7 separate regions of the Mus musculus genome follow, and regions 2, 3, 4, 5, 6 and 7 are each linked to region 1. A link is a contact called in public Hi-C, HiChIP or PLAC-seq and promoter capture Hi-C data. All regions are on one chromosome and are shown on one strand. The core of a region is the stretch at or near the end of the contact, and the rest is flanking DNA. Distances in the headings are between cores, read along the strand shown.

Region 1 (3,115 bases), core at 306-2,805:
TACCAAGGGGAGACTGCACCCCGGCGAATCTACCTCAGTTCTGCCCACTTTCCCCCCAAGATTCCAAAGCAGCTACTTGCGTTGTGAGATCCCAGAGGCGCAGCGTTCCGTCCCAGGAGCCCGAGAGGGCAAACTGACCATCAGAGGAGATAACAACATCACTAACGAAGTGGGAGTGACCTCTCAGAGCACGCTGTGGTATGCCATAGTTGGTCTCATCTCTGGTCAGCTTCCACATGATGATGGTCTTGTCTAAAAGGGTTGGTAAAGGTTGGTATAAGCCTACTTACTGTGCACCATTTACAGTCTTAAAGTCACTGGGGCCAGTAAACGGGACAGAGAAACTTCAAGTTATAAATAAAAGAGGCTTACTACTCTACAATATCAAGAGCTGTAGATCTCAGCTGTAATGTGAGACTATGGGCACCACACTTCCTGGGATTGAGACTTAAGTTCCACATTCAAAATGTATTTTATTTAAAGTGGCTCCCTACATACATATGTGTGCTACCTGTGTCTATGGTGTTCAGAAGTGCGTGTCAGGTCTCCTGGAACTAGTTTCAGATGACTGCAAGCTACCATGCAGGGTCTGGGAAACTAACCCTAACCTTAGTCATCGTCCGGGCCCGAGACTAATTAACAGCAGAAGCACCACTTGGGTGTATGTAGGCTGAGCAGAGACAGCCTTTCCCGCCTGAGAGTTACTGAAATAAATGCAGCCGTTATTGTAGCATCAGACACAATCCTAGCCACGAACCAACTTACACAGAAACGGACAATAATAAGCCTAGTATTAGGTAGGAGAGAAAATGAGCATAATTTTGGGGTGGGTAGGGAGGAAATACACATGAAGATACATCATTAAAGAAAAAAAATCATTAGTTACAAGAAAACCTAGGGCGGGACAATCAAGTCCGGAAATGTGGGGAACAAGGCATCTACAAAGTTTACCCACTGTCTATAGTTTAGGGCCAGGCGACAACAGCTCAGAAACAGCCTCTGGATTTCAGCAAAGCCACTCAGATGGCATGTTGGGGTCATCATTGCTCCGCCCGTCTTGTAGCCCCGTAAAACTACTTAAACACATCTCCAGGAAGCAAGCGAGAGATTTAAAATCGCCAACTTTGGGAGGTGGGGTGTGAGTACAGTTGCGCGACGTGTCTCGGTTTCCGTTCATGTGTAAAGGGTCGTCCCGGTTGGGGCCCAAGTTGGGGTATGCACGCCCCAACTAACAACTGGGTTGGGGAATGAACCGAGCCAACACGCGCGCCACTTGCTTAACCACGAGACTCTCATGCAGTCCCCAGGACACCGGGTGATTTACCCGGCATGCAGCCCGTACCTCGAGACGCAGACAGGATCATGTCCGGGAACTGCGGTGTGGTGGCGATCTGTGTTACCCATCCATTGTGGCCCTTAAGGGTCCCGCGAAGGGTCATCTGCTCGGTCATGGCTGCAGTTGATGCGAGGGTCGCCGCAGCGACAAGGATGGCACCGGATAGCTCAGAGAGCCAAGCACCACAGCGGCTGCCACCACGACCCTGTGGAGAAAAAGAAAGAGCGGCCTCCGCCGGAACCGGAAATACTCGGAGAGCAAGGCGGGGATTCCCATGATTCACTGCTGCTCAAAGATAGCTGCACTGAGAAGTGGGAGGAACTGGGAGAGTAGGTCTCAAGTATCGTCGTTTCTTCTGCCACGCAACCTAGTTTGGCAGCGCTGTACAAATGCATTCTGAAGCCAGATGCGCCAGGGTTTTAGAAAGGCTTCTCGGGAGATTAAAGCATGCCGTGGAAGCAGAAGTGGGGCTGAGGGCACACAAGCAAACTACAGTGGCCTCTCCGCCCTTACGTGGCAGAGACGCGGCTCCGCCCTTTCCGCTTCTGTTCAGTTCCTTGGTTGGAGACCCCGGCTCCAACTTTGACTTACGGAAGTACAATTAAAGTCGCAATTAGAGGCGTGTGCCAGCAAATCTGGCCTGTTTGTTTGTTTTATGGCAAAATTTCATGTAGCGAAGGCTAGTCTTAAACTGGTTGTGTTGCCAAGGATGGTTTTGAACTACCGACCTGCTTCTGTCTCCCAAGTACTGGAATTATAAACCGAGCCGCCGCCCGGCGAGGCTATAAAGGAGGAAGTGCTGGGTTCAGATTTCTGGGGATTCTGTTGGAAGCCCTTTCTGTGCCTCTGATCATTCCCCAGAAAAGCCTGCTGGTCTGTCTTGTGCTGCCCTGAAAGAAGTGTTCCCGGACGGGGAAGCAGAGGAACACGGATAGCCTGGCAACCCGATGACCTCAACACGTGTTCAAATTTTGTAGTGTTTCCAAATGTCACAGATCTGGCCTTAAAAAGTTTTAACTGTATGTTTTAAAGTATTTGTGTGTGAGTGCGCTTGTGATTGCCACAGAGCACTGGCTGAAGTCAGGAATTTTCTCTCCTGCCATGTGTGTTTGGCTACAGCCGATTTGTTCAGCTTCACTTTTTTTTTTTTTTTTTTTTTTTTTTTTTTTTTTTTAAGGAGCACACACAGGTCAGGAAGGTAAGCAACCACTAATGTCTATGTGAACTAAAGGATACATTTAATTATTTATTTTAGTGCTATGGGTTGAACTCCCACATGCTAGGAAGAGTGCCTTACAGAGTTAAATCCACCCAACTCCCAGCCTTGTTTAGTTTTTGTTCGTTTTTTTGTTTGTTTTTTGTTTTTCGAGACAGGGTTTCTCTGTGTAGTCCTGGCTGTCCTGAAACTCACTCTGTAGACCAGGCTGGCCTCGATGATGGAATTCATCACCACATTCAACCTTGTTTCGTTTTGATTCAGGATGTGCATAGCTCAAATTGGCCTTAAATTTATGATCTCCCTTCCTCAGCCTGCCAAGTAACTAAGATTATAGCCCTAAAACACCAAGCCCTAGGTATAAGTATTTGTTTTTCTTTCTTTTTTTTTCTTTTTTTTGGTTTTGTTTTGTTTTGGAGACAGTGTTTCTCTTTGTATCCCTGGCTCTCTGTAGACCATGCTGGCTTGTTTTTTTCTATTCGTAAATTGCATGGAATTTAACTTCTCCTCCTCCTCTTCTTATGTGTTTTGTTTTTCCAGACAATGTGTAGCCTTAGCTGCTC
Region 2 (3,115 bases), core at 168-2,667, 2.7 Mb after region 1:
ATTCTGGTGGTCAAACTGGAGTATCTGGCTTAGAAAACAGGTTAAAAAAAAAAGTAGAGGGAACAACACCCTAACCATCAAGGGGTTCTTTGGTGGACCTGACCAATGCTACCGTGTCAGTGTTGCATGTACATGTGACCTGTGTGTGCACATAATACATGTACATGTGTCTTCTGTGTGTGCATATACACACGAAGTCCCAAGGTTCATGTTACCTTCCTCCGTTTATTCTCCATGTTATTTTTTCAGACAGGGTCTCTCACTAAATCAGGAACTAACTGATTAACCCTAACTGGTTGGCTTGAGAGGTCCAAGGATGGCCTGTCTCTGTCCCCTGCCTCCCCCACCAGCCACATGGCTATAGGTTCATGACACCATGCCTGGCTTTTAGATGGGTGGTGGGGCTTAGGTCCTTATGTACCCAGCAGATACTTTACATACTGCGTCATCTCCCCAGCCCATGAGTGACTTAAAAAAAAAAAAAAAAAAAAAAAACCACATAACACAGAAGCCACAAAGGGATTAGATCACCCCAATCTAAAAATGGTGGGTTCCTTCCCAGCTAAAATTAATAACTGGTGGTCCCGCTGTTCATCAAGCACTTGTCATGAAGAAGGAAGGGTACTGAGGCTTAGAGGAGTTGAGACATTGCCCAAAATCTCAGCAGAAACACTCTGGAGCCAAGATGAACCAGATTATACTCCCAGGGCCCTTGTGACCATCTGCTGCTGAAGAGCTGGGATCATATAATATGTATATAACAATAAAGTACACACACACACACACACACACACACACACACGCGCACGCACACATTCGCATCCTTCTCTTGCCCCCAGGAAACTGCAGTCTAGATGGGCTCCTGGTTCCTCTGTCTTTGCCACATCTATCATCACAGAAAAACCCGAAGCATCTGAATTTGCTTCACTCAGGAACTTTTTAAGGGAAGTCAACTTGGCTTTTCTTACGCCTCAGAGAAAACAGGGCCCGTGGATTGGGCCCCTGATTCAGCAAATGTGTAGAGTTCTTCCAGTTTTAGCTCTAAAATGTTCAGTCCAAGTAACTGGCTCAGCAGACTTAGGAGGAGCCCATGTGCCTCACCCTAAACCACGCGTGCCGGAGGGAAGTTGGGGGCTTGGATGACCATCCACAAGGCACAGGGTTTCCACCGACACCCGGGGTGTGCGGCTACCCTCTTTTCCCTCCGCATCTTTGCTTTTTCTGTAGTTATTATTGTTTATTTGTTTGATGTGTTTACTGACATACCACTTCCATTTCTCATCAGTGCTTAGAGGTAGGCTCTAATCACCCAGTGCAGGAAGAAAATTCCTAGAGCCAGCCAGCCAAGCCCTGCACCTCCCCTGAGTCGGGTCTGGGACAATGGTTGCTACACAGGTGGCGGTAGGATCAGCTTCCTGTATCCCCAGGGAAAACACACTTCTCCAGATGTTGGGTGTTTGGTTACAGGATCGCTGAGACGCTATTGCTGGTGAGTTAGGAGCTGGACACAGGACTCTACTGTGTCCCTAGAATCCTTCCCTCCAGGAAAGGCTAGTGTTTGGCTTTCACCTGTTACATACCAGTGGCCTCTTTCCACAGCTGTTGAGGGCAGAGAAAAAAAAATACAAGGCTGTGAACTTTTCATCTAGTAATTCCACAGCAATCAACTCTGCCTTTTAAGCCCTGAAAGTTTAATTTTTAACATTTGTTTGTTTGTTTGTTTATGGTTTTTAGAGACAAGGTTTCTCTGTGTAGCCCTGGCTATTCTGGAAACTCACTTTGTAGAGCAGGCTGGCCTTGAGCTCAGAGACCTGCCTCTGCCTCCCCAGTGCTGGGATTAAAGGTATGTATCACCACCGCCCAGTTTGAAAGTTTCTAATTTCTATTTGTTATCGGATGAACCATCTCTCCAGCCTGAGATCTAGGATCCGTGAACCTCTCGCTGGCCAAGAAAGCCTTCAAAGTTCTACAGGTCCTGAAGTGGTTATCAGAGTCTCAAAGAGACAAGAGACCCCAGGGCTGGGACTGTCAGCCACTGGCAAACATGCAACCTTAGTTCTACCCACCAGGACTGCCCCTTAAAAGGAGGCACATGACCAAACACGTCAAAGCTTTGCTTGTGGAGAGGAGCTGCCATTGCAAAGTTTTGTTCTCTGCCTTTTGTGCTAGAACTTGCTTTCGCATAGAATACTTCACGGTCTGAGAATACCCCATGAGTGCAGCTCAAACTTCTGTGAATTTCCTAAGTGCATGGTTGAAACAACCCGACTGAAGAAGTATAACTATTCGTAGTCTCCCTAGAAACATCCCGATCCACTTCAACATCTAAGTCAAAGAATCCCCGGGCTTTCACCCAGAGGGAACACATCCTTGATGCCTTTTAAACTGGGCTCTCCCTTGCTCAGTGTGCCTCAAAACCCACTTCATTTGTGAGAAAGGTCAGGGGGTCAGAGCCAGGCGCATGTCTGTTTCCAGCCATCTGCTTCCATGTGACTTTTACATGGGCAGGGGCACAAGATGTCATTTTTGAAACATGATTTCCATCAGAAAACTATAAACATAACTGAAAGCCACTGACTTAAGCCAGTGCTTGTAGTTTATAAATTAAAACAGAGAAAAACAAAAGGCCCCCAAACACTCACACAAACCAACAAAAGACAAAAACCTGACCCAAGAAGCTGAGTTGTTTGCCTCTGGTTGATAGCTCAGGGTCCCAAATCAGCAACAAGAGCTCAGGTGTGTGTGACTTCTTGCCCTGCAGACTGTCTGAGGTGCAGCAATCTCCCCCAGAAAGTACACACCTGGTCTCACCTTATCAACATAGTTGGCAATCTCCATGAGCTTGCGTTTGGTGGCATCCTGGTCATGTCGATTCTTCTGAAACTAAACAGGACAAACAGAACCAGGTGAGACAGACCCCTCCACAGCTCTCACCCAAGGGTCTTCCGTGTGCAGTCATTTTTCAGTAATAGCCCTTCCCATGGCTCTCAGCAGGAAGAACCTGAGTGAGATCTATCTTGGCTACCTCCATCTCCCAGGGCAAGGAAGCAACCAGAGCAGATGTGATTATCTTCTTCCAGCCCCTTCAGGTAGTTATTTTCCTGACTTTATATTA
Region 3 (3,115 bases), core at 230-2,729, 2.5 Mb after region 1:
GAGGTCTAGACATGGAGATCATTTTGCCGTAGCAAAATACCATGAGTAAACGGCTTAAACAATGGGTGTTTGCTTTCCACGGCCCTGGAGGATGCAATTCCTGGACCAGCTGTCGACAGGGCTGCTTTCTCCTGATGTTTCCCTGGCTACTCAGGCTCATTCCTCCCAAACTCCTGGGTGTCAGATGTCTCTGTGTGTTACCCAAGTTTCCTCTCTTTATAAGGATGACAGATTGAGTGAGAGTCTGCCCTCATGATCTCCTCTGAGCTTCAGTCACCTTTCAAATGGGCCCACCTAGAAACAGAGTCACAGTCTCAAGCCTGTAACAGAGACGACTTTCATTCATTTCCTCAAAGTGCAGAAAGGAGGCTGGAGACGAAGCTCAGCTGTTTGAGTGCCTGTCTAGAACACACAAAGCCCTGGCTTGTATGAACCAAATCTCCAGCACCAAATAAACTGGGTATAGTCTGGCAAATGCTTGTAATCTCAACTGTGGGGAGGTGGAGGCAGGAGGATCAAAAGTTCAGGATCACTTTCTCAGCTACATAGGAAGCTTGAGGCAAGCTTGGAATAGAGACCCTATCACTAAAGGGAGCCGAACTCAGGTTCAGCCATGCTTGATCTGTAATTACTCTTGGAATGAGCTATAAAGAGGAATGAATGGAACAGATACACTGGACGAGAGTCTCAAAATGATTGTTACTGGAAGCATGAAAGGGTGGGGGCGAGGATTTCAGGGAACAGCTGTAATGATCGTATACACGAGAGAAACCGAAGGTCAACTCCAGCTGCCATAATGATTCTTTGGGGTCGGGGAAGCAGAACCAGACTGAGGTCTCTCTGAGATACCAGGTCACAGGCTCAGGCAGGCAAATCTAAAGGACCGGCTGGCTCTAAACGTGATTCTGTTTGTTATCTGCTGCTGCTGTGGCAAATTGCATAAACTCACTGCTTAGTAGGTAGATTGCTTACCTGGCATTCACAAAGCCCGAAGTTTGGCCCCTAACACCCACATACACCAGGCATAGTGGGAAATGTTGTAACCCTAGCACCTGAGAAGTAGAGACAGGAAGATCAGAAGTTCAAGGTCATCCACAGCGTCAGAAATATATCTCTATCTCTCTAAATATACACACACATATATGTATATATACAATATACTATATTATACATATAATTTACATATATAAAAGATGGCCAATAACTCAAGGTTCCCAAGGCCACATCCAGAGCTCTTTCCACCACGCCATCTTGACCTCTGTATTCTGGGCTTGTTATGTAACAACTATGGCTGAACTGTCTAGAGGGCAGAGTGCACATCTTGGTTCTCAGTTCTGTTTCTGGCACAGAGCCTGGGATCTAAAGATGCTTGCTGCAGCCTTTTTTTTTTTTTAACTGAATGAAATTATGCGTGCTGAGGGCACTCGGGGTGGGGGGTGGGGGCTGAGAATAGCCACGTGTTCCTTACATTACTGCCAGTTCCTCTTTTAGACACGTGTGCCCAAACTGAAGAGAAAGCAGGCAGCCCATGGGTTGCTCTCGGTTGTTTCCCTCAGGGACAGCATGTTACTGACTTCTTAATTAAGAATGGAAGCTGTTGCTGTTGAGCAGATTCACAATAAGTAGCAAACTCCAAGTTAAATTGGATTCTGCCTTTAAAATGTATTATAAAGTGAATATGATAAATAGATTTAAATTTTAAAGTTCATTTTTCCCTAAATATATTTTCAAGGAGAGAAAGCATAATGCTAATTCTTGTCTCCTAATATTCTTTGGAGTATGCTTTCCATAACTGAAAACTGCTTAAAATATATATGTCTATATTTTTAATCATCTTCACAATGTTATACAACTGTCACCACCATCTAATGTCATTGCCCCATACAGACACCCTAGAATTTTTAGCAGTCAACCCAGGTCCTCTCCCCACGTGTTTCCATCAACTACAATCTGTCCGTAAGGCTGTACCTCTTGTGGGTATTTTGTCCAAAGGAATCGGAGAATATGTGGCCTTTCTTCTGGCTTTCACTGAAGTTCTTATTAGATCAGCTATTCTAAGATATAAGGTGCCCGTGACTTACCTGGGAACTTTGCTGGAATATAGGTTCGTATTCAGGGGCTCAGACATCCTTATCAGCAAGCGCCCAGGTGATGCTGCTCTTGCCTGCCATGGCCCACATCCTGGGTGGTCCCGATGAGAGCCTGGAGAAGTCCATGGCCCTAGTGTTTTATGTCCCTGATGACTGCTTTGCCGTTTCAGAATGAAATGCTGGAGGAGGGCCACGACTATGCAGTCATGCTGTACACCTGGCGCAGCTGCTCCCGGGCCATCCCGCAGGTGAGACCATCCTTGCCCTTCAGAGAGGCCTCACTGCTTCTGCAGTGCTCCTCCAACCTGAACCCAAACCAGAGGGCTGAGGTCCCCAGGTGGCGGGAAGCAAATCTGGGCCTCTGACCCAAAGTGCTTCCCATAGTGCTGCTGACAAGGTCCACGCCCAGGGTCTTAACAGTTTCCCTCCCGGCACATATAGGGCACAGTATTTTATTTCAAAGGCAGTCGATGTCTCTTGTCACCCAGGCTGTCACAAAGGATCTAAAGTAGCAAGCGTGACATTGTCTCACTTCATCTAAACCCTGTGCTTCAGATGGTTCTGGGTCTTTTTATTGGCATGACCATATTTTATAAATTCATATCGTTTCCACAAAACCGTATTGTTCTCATTTTTTACACTGTCTTGGACTTGTTGAAAATACAGATGATTTTATTATCATTGACATTTTTGCATAATTAGTGGATTCCGTTGTAACAAAGTCAGCAAACTATATGCACATCAAGTAAACAGAGGAGCCCTTCTCTGTTCCTTTTAGCCCTCATATTTAGGGGCAACTATTATTAAATTTTTTGTACTTTTCACATTTTCTGAGCCTGGTTTTGTTTTTCTTAAACAGTTGATTGTCTTAATTTTTATTTATTTATTTATTTATTTATTTATTCTCTCTCACGGGAAGGTATATATGTATCGTGGCATGCATGCGTCAGTCAGAGGATAATCTAAAGAAACTGGTTTTCCCCCATTCAGACAGTCAGGCTTGAAAGCAAGTGCCTTTTCCCACA
Region 4 (3,115 bases), core at 206-2,705, 2.5 Mb after region 1:
CTAAGAGGGCAGGCTGGAGAGATGGCTCAGCAGTTGGGAGCCGTGGCTACTCCTCTTGAGGACCTGAGTTCAATTCCCAGTACCTACATGGCATCTCACAATTATCTGTATCTCCAGTTCCAGATTATTCTTGGCACCAGGCATGCATGCGGTACACATATATGTGCATGCAATCAAAATACCCATACACACAGAATAAAATAAATACTTTATATACATACACACACACACACACACATATATATATATATATATATATATATATATATATATATATATATATATATATATATATATGGTACCCAGAGCAACTATTATTCCCTTTATTGCAGGTACTGCATCTCCCACTCAGAGCAGTACCATGCTGGGGTGGGTTCAGGTCAGGACTGAATGCAGCTGGCCTCATCCCTACCTAAAGCCCTCCGAGTTATGTCTCAAGGAGCAATGGATTCTTTGAAGAGCCCTAAGCAGCATCTAAGAGGCTTCTGTCTCCTCAGCTCCTTCCTAGGTTTGCCTAAAAGTCAGCTTATCATGATTTTGTCCACGAGTCAATTCTACCTCAATGGGATCGACATGGGCACGCGCGCGCGCACACACACACACACACACACACACACACACACACACACACGCACACACACACATAATAGCTGTACATTTTTACACTAAGAAATGGAAAGGAAGTAGATGTTTCTCTTTGTTTTTAAATTATTACATTTATTTATTGTGTGTGTGTATGGGTGTGTGTATGTGTCTGTGTGTCTGTGTAATGTGCATATATGCATGTGGGTGGAGGTCAGAACACAATATACAGAAGCTGTCTCTCTCCTTCTACCTTGTGGATCCTGGGAATCGAACTCAGGTCATCATCAAGCTTGGCTGCAAGCGCTTTCTCCCGCTGAGCCTGTGCCCTCTGAGCCCGTGCCCTCTGAGCCCGTGCCCTCTGGGAAGTTATTCTTCAAGTGGTGGAAGGGCTCAACCTCTCACTTAGCCTGCTCCCTTCTTTGGGAAAGCAGCTGTCATTGGACTCCTGTTAGGTCAGTTAATGCTGGCAAATAATAAGCTCCAAGCGAGCAGGGGCTCTACTGCACACTAGTGCGTGCCTGGCTCTTGGCAAGATGCTTGGAACAAAACAGGTAGTCGATAAAGATGTGGTGAATAAATGACTATATGAAAATAATTTGACACCGGGGAGATGCGAAAGGAGCTGACGCTTCCTTCCTTCTGGAGTGGCAGGTGTCGCTGGTGATGCAGGCGGCAGCAGGAAAGTCGTCCCTCCTCCACCTCCAGAGTCCGGAGGCTGGATACTCTAAGGCTGGAAGGTATGGGTTCAGGAGGTTGCAGGTCAGGGGTGCGCAGGGAGCCCCTCGCCGCAGCCATTTCCGGCTCTTTGTGTGACAGCAGCCGCGGCGAAGGGGCTGGGCACCGCGGCCAGGGGAGGAGCCGCGGCAGGCGGAGAGGCGGGGCCGCGGGCGGGGCGCGGCGGTCCGCCGGCGCAGCGGCGGAGCGGGGCTAAGCATCCTGCGCCCCGGCGCGGGGCCCTGCGGTAGCCTCGGGTCCCTCCCCTGGACCTGCCACCGAGCCAGGTAAGGGACTCTCGGAGACAACAGGGCTGATGCAGGAACCGAAATGCTGCCTAGGCGGTGGATGCGTTCCTGAGGATGCGCGAGGGGCGGGCGCCACTTCTCCCAGCCCGTTGGGGGCGCTTGGCTTGGCGCCCGAGGCTACACGGCTTCAGGTCCCTGGAGGCCGGGCTACAGGCCTGTGTTGTCCCTTCTCCCCTCGGCCGCCCCGGGCGCCCTGGGCAGGGAGCGTTTTCCAGAAGTCGTGGGTACAGCGCAGAGCTCCGCGCAGCAGCCTCAGCGGCAGCCACAGCAGGTGCGTGGCCTGGGCCGGAGCCACCCGCCCTAAAAAGAGGCAGGGATAGTCTCGGGGACCAGGGATACCTGCAGGGGCCACAAGCCCAGAGGGGGCTACATCCCTGCACCTACATACTGCAGATCGCCGGGCAGTCCCCGCCTCTGCGGTCGCGGCCACCATCATTCAGCCAAGGCCAGAGAGAGCTGCCTGGGCCCGCCTGACAGGCAAGGGGGTACTGGGCGCCCGCGGTGAACCGAAGCCGGGTGGGGCCGGGGCCACAGCGGCACGGTTTGGGAGAGGAAAGCTCTGATGAGCCGGGAGGCATGGCTGACCTGCTTCGAAGCGTTCTGGCCTATACTAGCGCCTCTCCCCTGGATGGCTTTGGGGAGGAGAAAGGTGGGGTGATGGAATCCTAGGGGTCAAGGTTTCCTTCGTATTTAGCTGCCCACCTGTCTGTTGTGGGAGATTGCCACATCACCTTCAGGAAGGTAAGCCCTCCTGTGTGTACAGGAAGAGGAGTAGCTTGTGGCTAAGGGTGGGGGCAGGGAGCATGGTTGAACCGACTGTTGGTTTTCTCCCGCGACTATCTGGGTGTTTTCCAGTCCAGACTTAGAACTTGGCTAGCCCAATTCTTTAGTGCCCACAGCCCCACAGTTGGGCAGGAAGACTTAGGGATCAGACTGACGACTGACTGTTGCTCCTAAGCAACCATTTCTACCTCTTGACCCCTTCCCTTAGAAGTGACCAGCCTTATTCTTGGGCACAGGCCCTGCAAGAACCATTGCCTAGCACTCAGTGACACCCCCCCCTCCCGCCATTGTCGGAGGACAAAAATATAGATTAATATCTATAGTCGGGATTGTAAGTCCTTGAAGGTAGTTGTCCCTACCACCATCCCCCCTTCTGTGGCTTTCCCCCCCTCCACCCGATGCTCCTTGGGTCCCTTCTCTCCTGTCAAACTTGCTTGAGAAAGGAGCCAGTGAGTGGTATTTATCTTGAAGAGCTAAATACAAAAGGTTTTCCCATTGGATGTAGAGCAGGCGCTTCTTAAGTCATGGGATCAGAAAGGAAGCCGAGGATAGGAGACATTTTAATAGGAAGCAGAGCTGAAGTCAAAATATTTGCTATCTCTAATGGTTGACTTTCCGATGTAAGCTAGATGTGGCACTGATACTGTGGTCAGAATGGCCTATGTGGCAGCTGCCAGCTTCGTTTTCTGTCAGGGCTGCTTTGGCCTGGTGGGCAGGAGTACTGT
Region 5 (3,115 bases), core at 427-2,926, 2.5 Mb before region 1:
GGCTTTTTTTTTTTCTCTTTAGAGGGGGTGAGGGGAGGGAATTAAATTCTGAATCCCAAGCCACCGGGCTACAGGCTAAGCACTCTCAAAACACAGCAGCCCAGTGTACAGCTTCTGATGACTCATCCTTGTGACTGGCCATTAGGGTTTCACAAGTCTTGGTTGCTTGCTTCAAGTTACCCCCTCCCCCTCCACTTCACATCGCTACAGCCAGTTTACCTCTCACAGGACAAATCTCAACTTCTCAAGTGACTAATATGCAAACCCACCTATCAGTGGGTCCTTGTCCCAATAGGCCCCGACTAACATTCCCCATCCCTCCTCTGATCTCTGGCCGAGTTCGGAAATACTTTGTTTTTAGGCAGGTGTGGTGACACGTGCCACCCTAGAGGCAGAGGCAGGTGGAGTTCTGAGAGACTTCAAGGACAGCCTGGTCTGCACAGCGAGACCTTGTTTCAAACAACCAACAAAGAAATATTTACTTAGGAGGCAAAGTAAAAGATTTCTGAGCTCATGAGAGCTTTCATACACAGGAAAGAAAAGCTACCTCAAAATATTACACTATCTCTAACACTTAAAAATCATGCTACAATCCTCTGTATCCTTTCAATAAAAGATACAATGGAACCCATATGTATACGCTCATACTAGAAATATTATTCTCCACCACGTTTTAGAAGTTTCAGTCTCCCATTTAAGTGGGGGTACAAGAGGCCCTCGGGTGCGTGTTCAAAATTAGGCCAAATATCTGCAGCTTTAACATTAGACCAGGTGACAATCGGTCCACTGGTTTAGAGGGTTGGCTACTTGAGCAACAGAGCTGTCACAATGTAAATGCAATGTTCGCTCTCTAATTCCATCACTCAGCTCTCTAATCCCATCACTCAGGAGGCAGAGGCAGGAGAATCTCCTGAGTTCGAGTCCTGCCTGGCCTACATAATGCCTGGGCAATCGGGGCGACCCAGATCTAGGGGGGGCTTGGGGTGGGGTGACCGCCTGGCATGAAGGACGAACCTTCCTTCCCAAGTGTGATCCTCGAAGCTGGAGGTGAACTCCAGCCGCTGCCTGGCTCGCCGCAGCGCCTGCCCTACCTCTTCCGGGCAGCTGGCCAGGGCCCTTAGAGCTGAACAACAGAGCGAATAGCGGACTTTGGAAAAGGCTCCGGTTATGCAAACGGCCGAGGCCACAGACAGGGGTGAGTAGGGGGTCGGGGTGACTTCGACTCTGGACGGCACTAGTACCGGGGATGCGTCCCGCCAAGGGTCTCCCCGCTGGTTCCTGCGATGGACGGCCGAGGCCTTGACAAGAGGTGAGCGAGGCCCAAGCTGCCGGACCGCACCGTCGGGCGAACCCGGGGCCTGCGGGCCTTGACTCGAGCGGCGAAACCGCGGCAGCTCGGGTGTTGTCGCCGCCGGCCGAGAGGCACCCCGCCAGCCCCGCGGACGCATCCTCCCGGTGCTGACGCCCAAAGCCCACTCTCTCCTCAGACACCTGGCTCCGCGCGACACTGCCCACCTCACCTCCGCAAAAGCAAGCGGCCTTTTGGCCGAGAAATGTCGCCAAACCGCCGTCGTTCCTCTCCAGCCGCTGCGACAGACACCGACAAAATGGCGTCCGCGCCGTCACCCTACAACCTCCTCAGGTGGCTCCAGCGCCACCTACGCCGAGCCAGCGCGCATGCGTCACGAAGCCTCGTGCCCGCCCACAGATCGTGCAAGGGGACGAGGGGTCTGTGACGTCAGGGACGGCGGGGCTTGATCAGCCACACTGCGGCTGCGCAGCGCTGGAGGCGCGGGTAGGACGAGGTTCTGTCCGCTTGTCAGGCTGAGGTTCTTTCTGTTCTTAGGTGAACCTGGAAGCCCGCCTTAAGTCTGCGGCGCGCGTCGGGCTCTCGAAGAGTTTTGCTGGGCGTGGCCACGCTGGGTAGGGCCAACCTCTGACCTTTTCCCATCAGCTTAAAGTGGGAAGCTCATCGCACTCCATCTACCAGTCGCCCCTCAACCTCAGCTCCAGGTAGAGCCACCAGAGCGCAGAGTCCCCGAATGCTCCCAGCTAGGGCAGCTCAGTGACCAGGATATGGCTGTCACCTGGCGCTTCCGCTCTAAACTGGATTTGGAGAAGTTTACCTGAATATGCCTCTAAAAACAAGCGTAGCAGGTGCTTACCCTTCTCTTTCTCTTTGCCTTCCTCTCTCTCTTCCTCCTCGCCTTCTCAGCCAGCAAATCGAAAGGAATGGGGAGGTTTGTCCTAAGACTTCTGACAGTATTCTTCCGGTTACAACCATGGCAGCCTCATGATTTTCTACTACAGTTACTCAACAAACGGGCATTTGTGGTCAGACTTTTTGGTTTTTTTTTCGAGACAGGGTTTCTCTGTGTAATCCTGGCTGTCCTGGAACTCACTCGGTAGACCAGGCTGGCCTTGAACTCAGAAACTCACCTGCCTCTTGCCTCCCAAGTGCTGGGATTAAAGGCGTGCACTATCACTGCCTGGCGACATAACAAATTCTTAATATATATCCTTTTTTAATTTCAGAGAACTGGGCTTTTGTGGTGCAGGCCTGTAATCCCAGCATTTAGGATTTAGAAACAGGAGGATCAGGAATTCTAGGTCATCCTGGGCCATATAGCAAGTTCAAGGCCAGTCTGAGCTACATGAGATCAAAACTCAAAAAACAAAACTGCTGAGAATCCAACACCATAATTACTGTCTAACCCAGTAGGGTTGAACTTCTTCTGGTCGTCCTATCTCTTATCTCCTTCCTCCAAGAGCTTGAAGCATAAATATGAGCTGTCATAACCAGATTAATTAAATACTCTATGCCAATCACTTTATAGACAGTCTTAGTAATCTAGACAACTCTAAGAGGTGATTCTTAGCTCCTTGCTTTAATGACAAATTTAACTCCTGAAAATACCATTCAAACTTTGCTAGCTTACGGTTTCATTGTCATACTTACTGCCTCCATTCATGCAACAAAGTAAAAAACAACTTACTTTTTTCTTAATCAGTTAGAGAAAAGTATTCTGAGTCCATCTTTTGGCAAGACCAAAAGGGTCTGTCTTGAAAAGGCTCGTTTCATGGTGATTTGTCTCTGAAGCTCCCATTATGAAAC
Region 6 (3,115 bases), core at 368-2,867, 2.4 Mb after region 1:
GGAAAAGAACATTTATATGCAAATGTCATATGCCTTATTTATTATTCTTTCCCATAATCAAACTACATATGGTATCTATTAATCTCATGTCGTTCACTTTCCTTTTTACTGTACAGTGGTCTCCAAACCCAAACACTTAAAACTCTCTTTACATCTTGACAAAAATCACCATTGTTGCTGGGCAGTGGTGGCGCACGCCTTTAATCCCAGCACTTGGGAGGCAGAGGCAGGTGAATTTCTGAGTTCGAGGCCAGCCTGGTCTACAGAGTGAGTTCCAGGACAGCCAAGGCTACGCAGAGAAATTCTGTCTCAAAAAAACAAACAAACAAACAACTATAACAAAACACCGTTGTTAAATTTCATATTTCAAATATTTTCCAAGGTTTCTGAAGGAAGCCACATCTTACAGTATAGTAGAGTTAGTATAGTACAGTTTTCTTAACACATTAGCAATTTTTACATCTTTTCTACATAAATTTAAAACCTAAATCCCAACATATATGGTCAAAATAACCTTTGCTTTTTCCAATTTAAGTACATTATACAATGAGAAGATTCTTGAGTGCTTTCTCACACTGATGTACACTGCCAATACCTTAAATCTGAGGGAAGCAACTCCAAATTCTTCAGATTGTCTAACTGTTAGAGCTAATTCAGGGTGTATATACCTAGAACACGAAAGTCTACTTGTAGCCACTTCAAGTCAACACCTGGCCTAAATTTCATCCCCCGAAGGCTTTTGAAGTTGGGGATCTGCGCTTCCCTTAGCCACACCCACACTAAACCCGCAGTTTCCCGAAGGTTTTTAGTAAGTGACAGATCCGCATCCTCACTCCAATCATCAGGACGGTACGACTACTCCCAATTTGACTATAGAGACAAGAAGCCAATTCCCAACGTGCAGAAGGGGGTGAATTGTACAACGGGAATCCGCATTAGTTTTTTCGGGCGCAAGTGCAAACCCCCGTAACTTGGGCATCCCGCGTTAGAGCGGGCCACCTTACAGAAACCGCCCATTACCGGTTCAAACTGAACTTTTCAAAGCCGCTGGAGGTCGTGACTCGCTAACACTAACAAGATCCAGTGTCTCGTGGGTGCTTTTTTTTTTGGGAGGGGGGGGGTCCGCAAGCTCAGACACTTGGCTCACTTTGTCCCCGTGACTGGGTCCCCGCGGAAAGTCTGGTACAGGATGAATCCGGCTCCGACCCAGGCTCTCGCTCCCCTCCCCCAGCCCCCGCGCTCCCAGGCGGCTACTGTCACTTTACCAATGGCGACAGGGCAGGCTAAGACCACGACATTATAAAAGCCCGTGGCGTGGGGACGAGAACTCGGACCTCCCAACCTCCCGTCTGGCTTGTCGTCCGGAGAGAGCGGTACTCGGTGTACCTTCGGCCGGCCGCCTGCCTCAGGCCCCGGGGAGGCTTCGCGGAGGAACCGGGAGGAAGGCTAGCCCGGGCGTCCCAGGCTGTCCCGCGCCGGACTTCGGCGCTCCACGCCGGGAGAGACGCAACCGCGGGGGCGGAGAGACAGACTTAGGCTGCGGTCGCCAACCGCCGCCGCCCGCTCACCTCAGCTCTTTCTTGCTTTTCCGGTAGTGACTTTTCCTCAGCGCAGCGGAAGCACAAGTTCCGGTTGCCTTCTCAGGAAGAAGCCTCTGACGCGGGCCTCTCATTGGCTACCAAGGCTGTCCTATAGCAGGTCCTACTCCCGCCCTAAAGATGTTGCACATGCGCACTTTCGCATCTCCTGCTTCTCTCGGGAAAGATCCGCTGTCTGGTTTCTTGGTCAGGTCAGGAGAATACTTCTTCGTACTTTTTGTTAGTAGAAGAAAGTACTCTCTAGTAATTCCATTCCTTGCAGCCCCCACTTTTATACGAGACTTTTAAAATTAAATACTTGCCTTATGTAAAAGTCAGAAAATACAGATAAGCAATATATTTAAAAATTATACTAATGTAATCATCAAAAATGTTTTTTAAAAGCAAGATTGTACTCTATGATATATTCATATATATGGAGATATTTGTGAACATGATTAAGAATAACATCCTAAACCTTCATTTTCCCCCTTCCATTCACTTTTATTTTCATTTAGGAATTCAAAGATGTCTATAACAATCCTTCCACAAATTGACAAGTGAAAAAAACTTAATATAATTTTTTAAAATGGAGGGAGTGGGTAATTTCACTGTGTAGCCCAGGCTGGCTTCAGATGTCTCTTCCCAGCCTCTGGAAAGCCAGAGGTATAGAAATGAGCCATCAGGACTAGCAAGAAATATTTCCATTTTGGCCTTTCCCTGAGGGAGAGGAGGAGGGGGAGGGAGGAGAGAGAGAAGAGTTGTTAACAGATGATATGGGAGTCGTAAGATGCAGTGTTGCAAACTAAAAGTAAGATAAACAGCTCTGCTTCACAAACAAGAATGTCTCAGTTTCTTCCTTTAAATATGTGGAGCATTGCAGGCATAAAAACAAAAGAAGAGTCTACTCACTACCAACTTCCATAGTTATATGAGCCCCATCATTTTGTCTCTAGTCTGGTATGAACCTCTAAAAGGTAAGGGCTCTTCGTTTTTTCCTATACCCACAGATTTATTATCTTACTGAAAGTGTACTAGGGGTTATTACACTGATAGAATGAATGTGTGTATGCACATGGATATATATGTATATATGACTTATCCGAGTGACTTACAAGATGCAGTTCAAGTAGTCCAGCAATGGCTGTCTCAGCCCTGAAAGGCTGAGAATCCTGTAGTTGCTCAGTCTAAGAGGCTGGATGTCTCAACAGACCCCCACCTGGCATTGGAGACCTGGAAGATTCCTGGAGAGCCACAGGTCTTCAGTCCATGTTGGAATCCCAAAGAAGTTTGGTTCTAATACTGGCAAAGGAATGGCACAGCAGTGGTACAGATGAAGTTGCCAGTGAGTGTTAGAGCAAGCAACCAAAGAGCAGTTTCCTTTCTTCATGTCCTTTTATCTGGGCAGCCACAAGAAAATGCCACTCAGTCTTTCTGCTTCTAAAGATTAGCCATCACCCAAAGATAAGTTCATGGGTGGAGAGCTTGCCTAGAATAATACATATAAGACAACCCCAGTACTACATAAGGGATAGCCA
Region 7 (3,115 bases), core at 232-2,731, 2.1 Mb after region 1:
CTATCAATGTCAATACGGTTCTGGGAACGTCTCAAACTGTACGAACATTGCTTTTTAGTTTCTATAGTTCTGCTCCTGGCTAACTGGTCTTGTTAACTGAACTATGTCAACTCAGAACATGGTTTTTGTGCAGCTGGCTAAGAAAGACTTTCTATTGGCTTAAACCCATGTCCAAGCTGTCTTCACCATCTATCACAACCCTTTGTAAAAGTAACTTTTATTCACCAGATATAATTGTTGTCTCAGAAGCTAACTGCTGAATAAACCCATTCCTTCTAGCTCGTTTTGCTATGGCCAGCTGGTTCTGGCCCAAATCCTCTCCAAGTTGACTGTTTCAAAGTAGCTTCTCTCAGCTTTTGACTGAATTGCTCTGCTTGGCCTCAAACTAACTCTGGCAATCTGTTCTAATCTGGTTTCTTCTCATTTTCTGGCTCATTCTGTCTTTACCTGTAGCCTGTCTCTAAAAATTATCCTGGTAAAGCTCTAAAACTCTCATATTCTCTCTCTCTCTCTGTCTCTGTCTGTCTGTCTGTCTGTCTGTCTGTCTGTCTCTCTCTCTCTCTCTCTCTCCTCCCTTCCTTCCTTCTCTTTTAAGTAGCTTCTCTTTCCTGTGTTCTCCTGAGAGTTGGGCATATCCTCTCTTTGACTCATTCTCATTCATCACTTTGCCTCTCTATTAGATATCACTTTCAAATATGACTTCTTCCTTCTACAACTTTACCTTCATTGTTTGGGACTAAAGGTGTGTACCAAGGGTGTGTCTGTAATCCAGCCAGAGGAATTAAAGGTGTGTCATTCCAGCCCGATCACACAGACATGTGATCCCTTGCCACAACAGTTATGTTTCTGGATTAAAATTCCTCTGCGGGGCTGGAGAGATGGCTCAGTGGTTAAGAGCACTGACTGCTCTTCTGAAGGTCCTGAGTTCAAATCCCAGCAACCACATGGTGGCTCACAACCATCCGTAATGAGATCTGATGCTTCTTCTGTGGTGTCTGAAGTCAGCTACAGTGTATTTACATATATGTAATAAATAAGTAAATCTTAAAAAAAATTCCTCTGCAACTACCCAACTCTGGAAGCCTGTATAGTTACTAAGCCTGAAAAGCGTATGAGGGCATGGAGAAGCTCAGCTTAGAAAGCTGGCAGCCTCCCCTTAGCGTTCTGCAAGCAGGGACTTTAGTCTAGCTTTATTTGCTTAAACTGTTAATTGACTGACAGACCAACGTGTATAATTAGTCAGCTTTCACTTCTGCCTGTGCACCAGGTCCCTCGCTGGGTTCTATCTATATTCTATTCCTCTTTCTGACTTTCAGTTTATTCATATACAACTAAGAAAGCTGGTGCATGGTGCAAAGTCCCTTTCTGCTGAAAACTTTTCAAAGTCAGCATGATCTCCAGACCTGGAGTTTGAACTCAAGTGAAGACCTTTGCTTCGCCCAGCAGAAAGTTAGCTTTGTTGTTGTGGGGACAAAGTTTCACTATGTAAACGGAGTTGGTCTTGAACTCAGAAGATCCACTTGCCTCTGCTTTCCTGAGTGCTAGTCTTTTAAGTATTTTTTTATAATCTCTTTAAGTTGAACATATACAATCAGGCAAAAGGATGGTAGAACTAGAGAGACTCAGTTTTCAAACAAAATATTGAAGGTGTGGCCAGGAGATAAGGATGGAATTCTGGGACAGATTCCTCTTTATCTATCAGCAGCTCCATCAGCAGCAGAGGATTAGAAGGAGACACTAACCAGAAGCTACGGCTCTCTCCTAACTGGTAAGTTCCCTCTTCTGTAGGCTCGTGTTAGAGAGAAGCAATGAGGACAGTACTTCCTGGAGGTTCTGTGCCATGTGGCTTTGCATTTGAGACAATGTGGGATTCTATGGCGGCATTGGAACAACGATGAGTCTCTAGACATTAGGACAACTTAATATCCAATAGAGTTCTTCGGATTCTTGGAAGGTTGATCCTCGTTTAAATGGAATAATGGACTTTTTAATATATGAGCTATTAAAGCCTTCTTAAATGGAGTTAACATGAGATATAAGAAGGAAACTGTAGAAGAGAATAGTCTGGTAATTTTAGACTAAGCCCTAGATAATTAGGCATGGACCTATAGACCCAGATCTATAGCATCAAATTGGCTGCTGGAATTTGAGATATCGTGTTTGTGAACTTGGCAAGGCCAGAAAGAGAAGAAGATTTGCTTTAGTTGGAGTGTTGAGAAGGGGAGCACATGGCCAGGCTAGGCAAGTGGGCACCGTTTAGAGCTTGGTGTTCATGTGGATTTAAGAAAAAAAAAAAAAAGATTTGTTTTTATCTAATGTGAGTAGGTATTTGTCCACATGTATGTCAGTGTGGGGTTGCCAGTTCCTCCCCAGAACTGGAATTGCAAACAGTTGTGAGCTGCCATGTGGGCACTGGGAGTTGAACCTGGGTCTTCTGGAAGAGCAGCCAGTACTCTTAACCATTGTTCTATCTATTCAACTCCTGGATTTCATTTTTCTTTAAGTGTTGTGAAAGATACTTAGAGAAAAGCTTGAGATTTTTAAAATGTATGCGTTTATGTTGAGAATTGGTGTACTCTTTCTCCAGAATGCATATTCTGTGTTTGGGGAATTTCATGCTCTTTGGTTGTCTGACCTGGTATTTTCCCTCACTTCCAGATGCAATAGAGTGATTGTGTTTTCACACTCCAAAGCCCCAATGCTTCTCTCCCCCACCTACACTGTAAGATTTTAAAATGAGCCACGAGTCAGACAGTGTAGGAAACACATCATAGTGAACACTCATCAGGTTTTTACAATGCAGTTGTGAAACCTCACTGGCCTAGATCTCCAGTCTTCCCCTGAGTTCTGGGTTCCAAGCATAAAGCTCCGTGACTGCTTCTTACTGTCACTGTCTGTGAGACAGGGCCTCTTGTGTCAGGATTTCCTCAGAATAGAAGCTTTGCTGAGGATGGGCTTGAACTTCTGACCCTGCCTTCCCCAGTAGCCATATGCCTCCATACCCTGTTTATCTGGTGAGAAAGATTGAACTCAGGGCTTCCTGCCAAAAACAGAAAAAGAAAGAAACCCTGATCTTAGCGTGTTGGCAATCCCAACACTTGAGACAGTAGGAAGG

Evidence for each region. Promoter capture Hi-C pulls out the DNA fragments that hold promoters and counts their contacts. Hi-C and Micro-C count contacts between places; a contact is called where the count stands out from the background. HiChIP or PLAC-seq counts read pairs in DNA pulled down with a chosen protein or histone mark.
Region 2: a promoter capture Hi-C map of embryonic stem cells shows a contact between it and region 1, with 7 times the contacts expected there. The contact joins the enhancer-like site here to the promoter of Rack1 in region 1. A contact is called at or near these places in 4 of 39 promoter capture datasets (cranial neural crest, embryonic stem cells, hippocampal neurons and 1 more) and 1 of 115 datasets of contacts at active chromatin or transcription factors (extraembryonic endoderm stem cells).
Region 3: a promoter capture Hi-C map of pre-B cells shows a contact between it and region 1. The contact joins the enhancer-like site here to the promoter of Rack1 in region 1. A contact is called at or near these places in 5 of 39 promoter capture datasets (cranial neural crest, embryonic stem cells, hippocampal neurons and 2 more) and 5 of 115 datasets of contacts at active chromatin or transcription factors (SST interneurons, astrocytes, craniofacial prominence and 2 more).
Region 4: a promoter capture Hi-C map of hippocampal neurons shows a contact between it and region 1, with 12 times the contacts expected there. The contact joins the promoter of Cyfip2 here to the promoter of Rack1 in region 1. A contact is called at or near these places in 5 of 39 promoter capture datasets (cranial neural crest, frontonasal cranial neural crest, hippocampal neurons and 2 more), 2 of 484 Hi-C or Micro-C datasets (B cells and cerebral cortex), 5 of 115 datasets of contacts at active chromatin or transcription factors (astrocytes, embryonic forebrain, embryonic hindbrain and 2 more) and 1 of 9 other capture datasets (liver).
Region 5: a Hi-C map of muscle stem cells shows a contact between it and region 1, with 6 times the contacts expected there. The contact joins the promoter of Clk4 here to the promoter of Rack1 in region 1. A contact is called at or near these places in 3 of 39 promoter capture datasets (embryonic stem cells, liver and pre-B cells), 1 of 484 Hi-C or Micro-C datasets (muscle stem cells) and 2 of 115 datasets of contacts at active chromatin or transcription factors (astrocytes and bone marrow-derived dendritic cells).
Region 6: a contact with region 1 is called in an H3K4me3 HiChIP or PLAC-seq map of stem cell-derived neural progenitor cells, with 9 times the contacts expected there. The contact joins the promoter of Med7 here to the promoter of Rack1 in region 1. A contact is called at or near these places in 6 of 39 promoter capture datasets (cranial neural crest, embryonic stem cells, hippocampal neurons and 2 more), 2 of 484 Hi-C or Micro-C datasets (B cells and the G1E-ER4 cell line), 7 of 115 datasets of contacts at active chromatin or transcription factors (the NIH/3T3 cell line, astrocytes, embryonic forebrain and 4 more) and 2 of 9 other capture datasets (adipose tissue and embryonic stem cells).
Region 7: a contact with region 1 is called in an H3K27ac HiChIP or PLAC-seq map of trophoblast stem cells, with 10 times the contacts expected there. The contact joins the promoter of Timd2 here to the promoter of Rack1 in region 1. A contact is called at or near these places in 2 of 39 promoter capture datasets (embryonic stem cells and liver) and 2 of 115 datasets of contacts at active chromatin or transcription factors (extraembryonic endoderm stem cells and trophoblast stem cells).

The regions. Positions count from the first base shown.
Region 1 is chr11:48,798,800-48,801,914 of GRCm38.p6, reverse strand. It overlaps Rack1 (receptor for activated C kinase 1), which reads right to left and starts at 1,555. Exons shown (of 8, transcript NM_008143.3): 1 at 1,343-1,555; 2 at 81-252. The coding sequence starts at 1,451. Gm36109 (predicted gene, 36109) reads left to right here and starts at 2,512. Exons shown (of 2, transcript NR_166852.1): 1 at 2,512-2,534. It overlaps LOC115485831 (a small nucleolar RNA gene), which reads right to left and starts at 1,050; the gene lies at 983-1,050.
Region 2 is chr11:46,118,188-46,121,302 of GRCm38.p6, reverse strand. It overlaps Adam19 (a disintegrin and metallopeptidase domain 19 (meltrin beta)), which reads right to left. Exons shown (of 23, transcript NM_009616.4): 8 at 2,812-2,883. Among named protein-coding and RNA genes, the nearest start is that of Mir8100, 17 kb to the right of the region's middle. Within about 2 kb of position 1,417, at least 37 of the 459 cell types and tissues checked have an H3K27ac peak or open chromatin away from gene starts, as enhancers often do. A contact at or near this core is called in embryonic stem cells, where this site is marked.
Region 3 is chr11:46,285,290-46,288,404 of GRCm38.p6, reverse strand. Cyfip2 (cytoplasmic FMR1 interacting protein 2) reads left to right here. Exons shown (of 31, transcript NM_133769.3): 4 at 2,261-2,338. Among named protein-coding and RNA genes, the nearest start is that of Cyfip2, 26 kb to the left of the region's middle. Within about 2 kb of position 1,479, at least 57 of the 459 cell types and tissues checked have an H3K27ac peak or open chromatin away from gene starts, as enhancers often do. A contact at or near this core is called in SST interneurons and pre-B cells, where this site is marked.
Region 4 is chr11:46,310,698-46,313,812 of GRCm38.p6, reverse strand. Cyfip2 (cytoplasmic FMR1 interacting protein 2) reads left to right here and starts at 1,455. Exons shown (of 31, transcript NM_133769.3): 1 at 1,455-1,586.
Region 5 is chr11:51,261,675-51,264,789 of GRCm38.p6, reverse strand. Clk4 (CDC like kinase 4) reads right to left here and starts at 1,676. Exons shown (of 13, transcript NM_007714.6): 1 at 1,521-1,676. BC049762 (cDNA sequence BC049762) reads left to right here and starts at 1,786. Exons shown (of 3, transcript NM_001382322.1): 1 at 1,786-2,157. The coding sequence starts at 2,133.
Region 6 is chr11:46,435,463-46,438,577 of GRCm38.p6, reverse strand. It overlaps Med7 (mediator complex subunit 7), which reads right to left and starts at 1,617. Exons shown (of 3, transcript NM_025426.3): 1 at 1,387-1,617.
Region 7 is chr11:46,697,196-46,700,310 of GRCm38.p6, reverse strand. Timd2 (T cell immunoglobulin and mucin domain containing 2) reads left to right here and starts at 1,481. Exons shown (of 9, transcript NM_001161355.1): 1 at 1,481-1,768.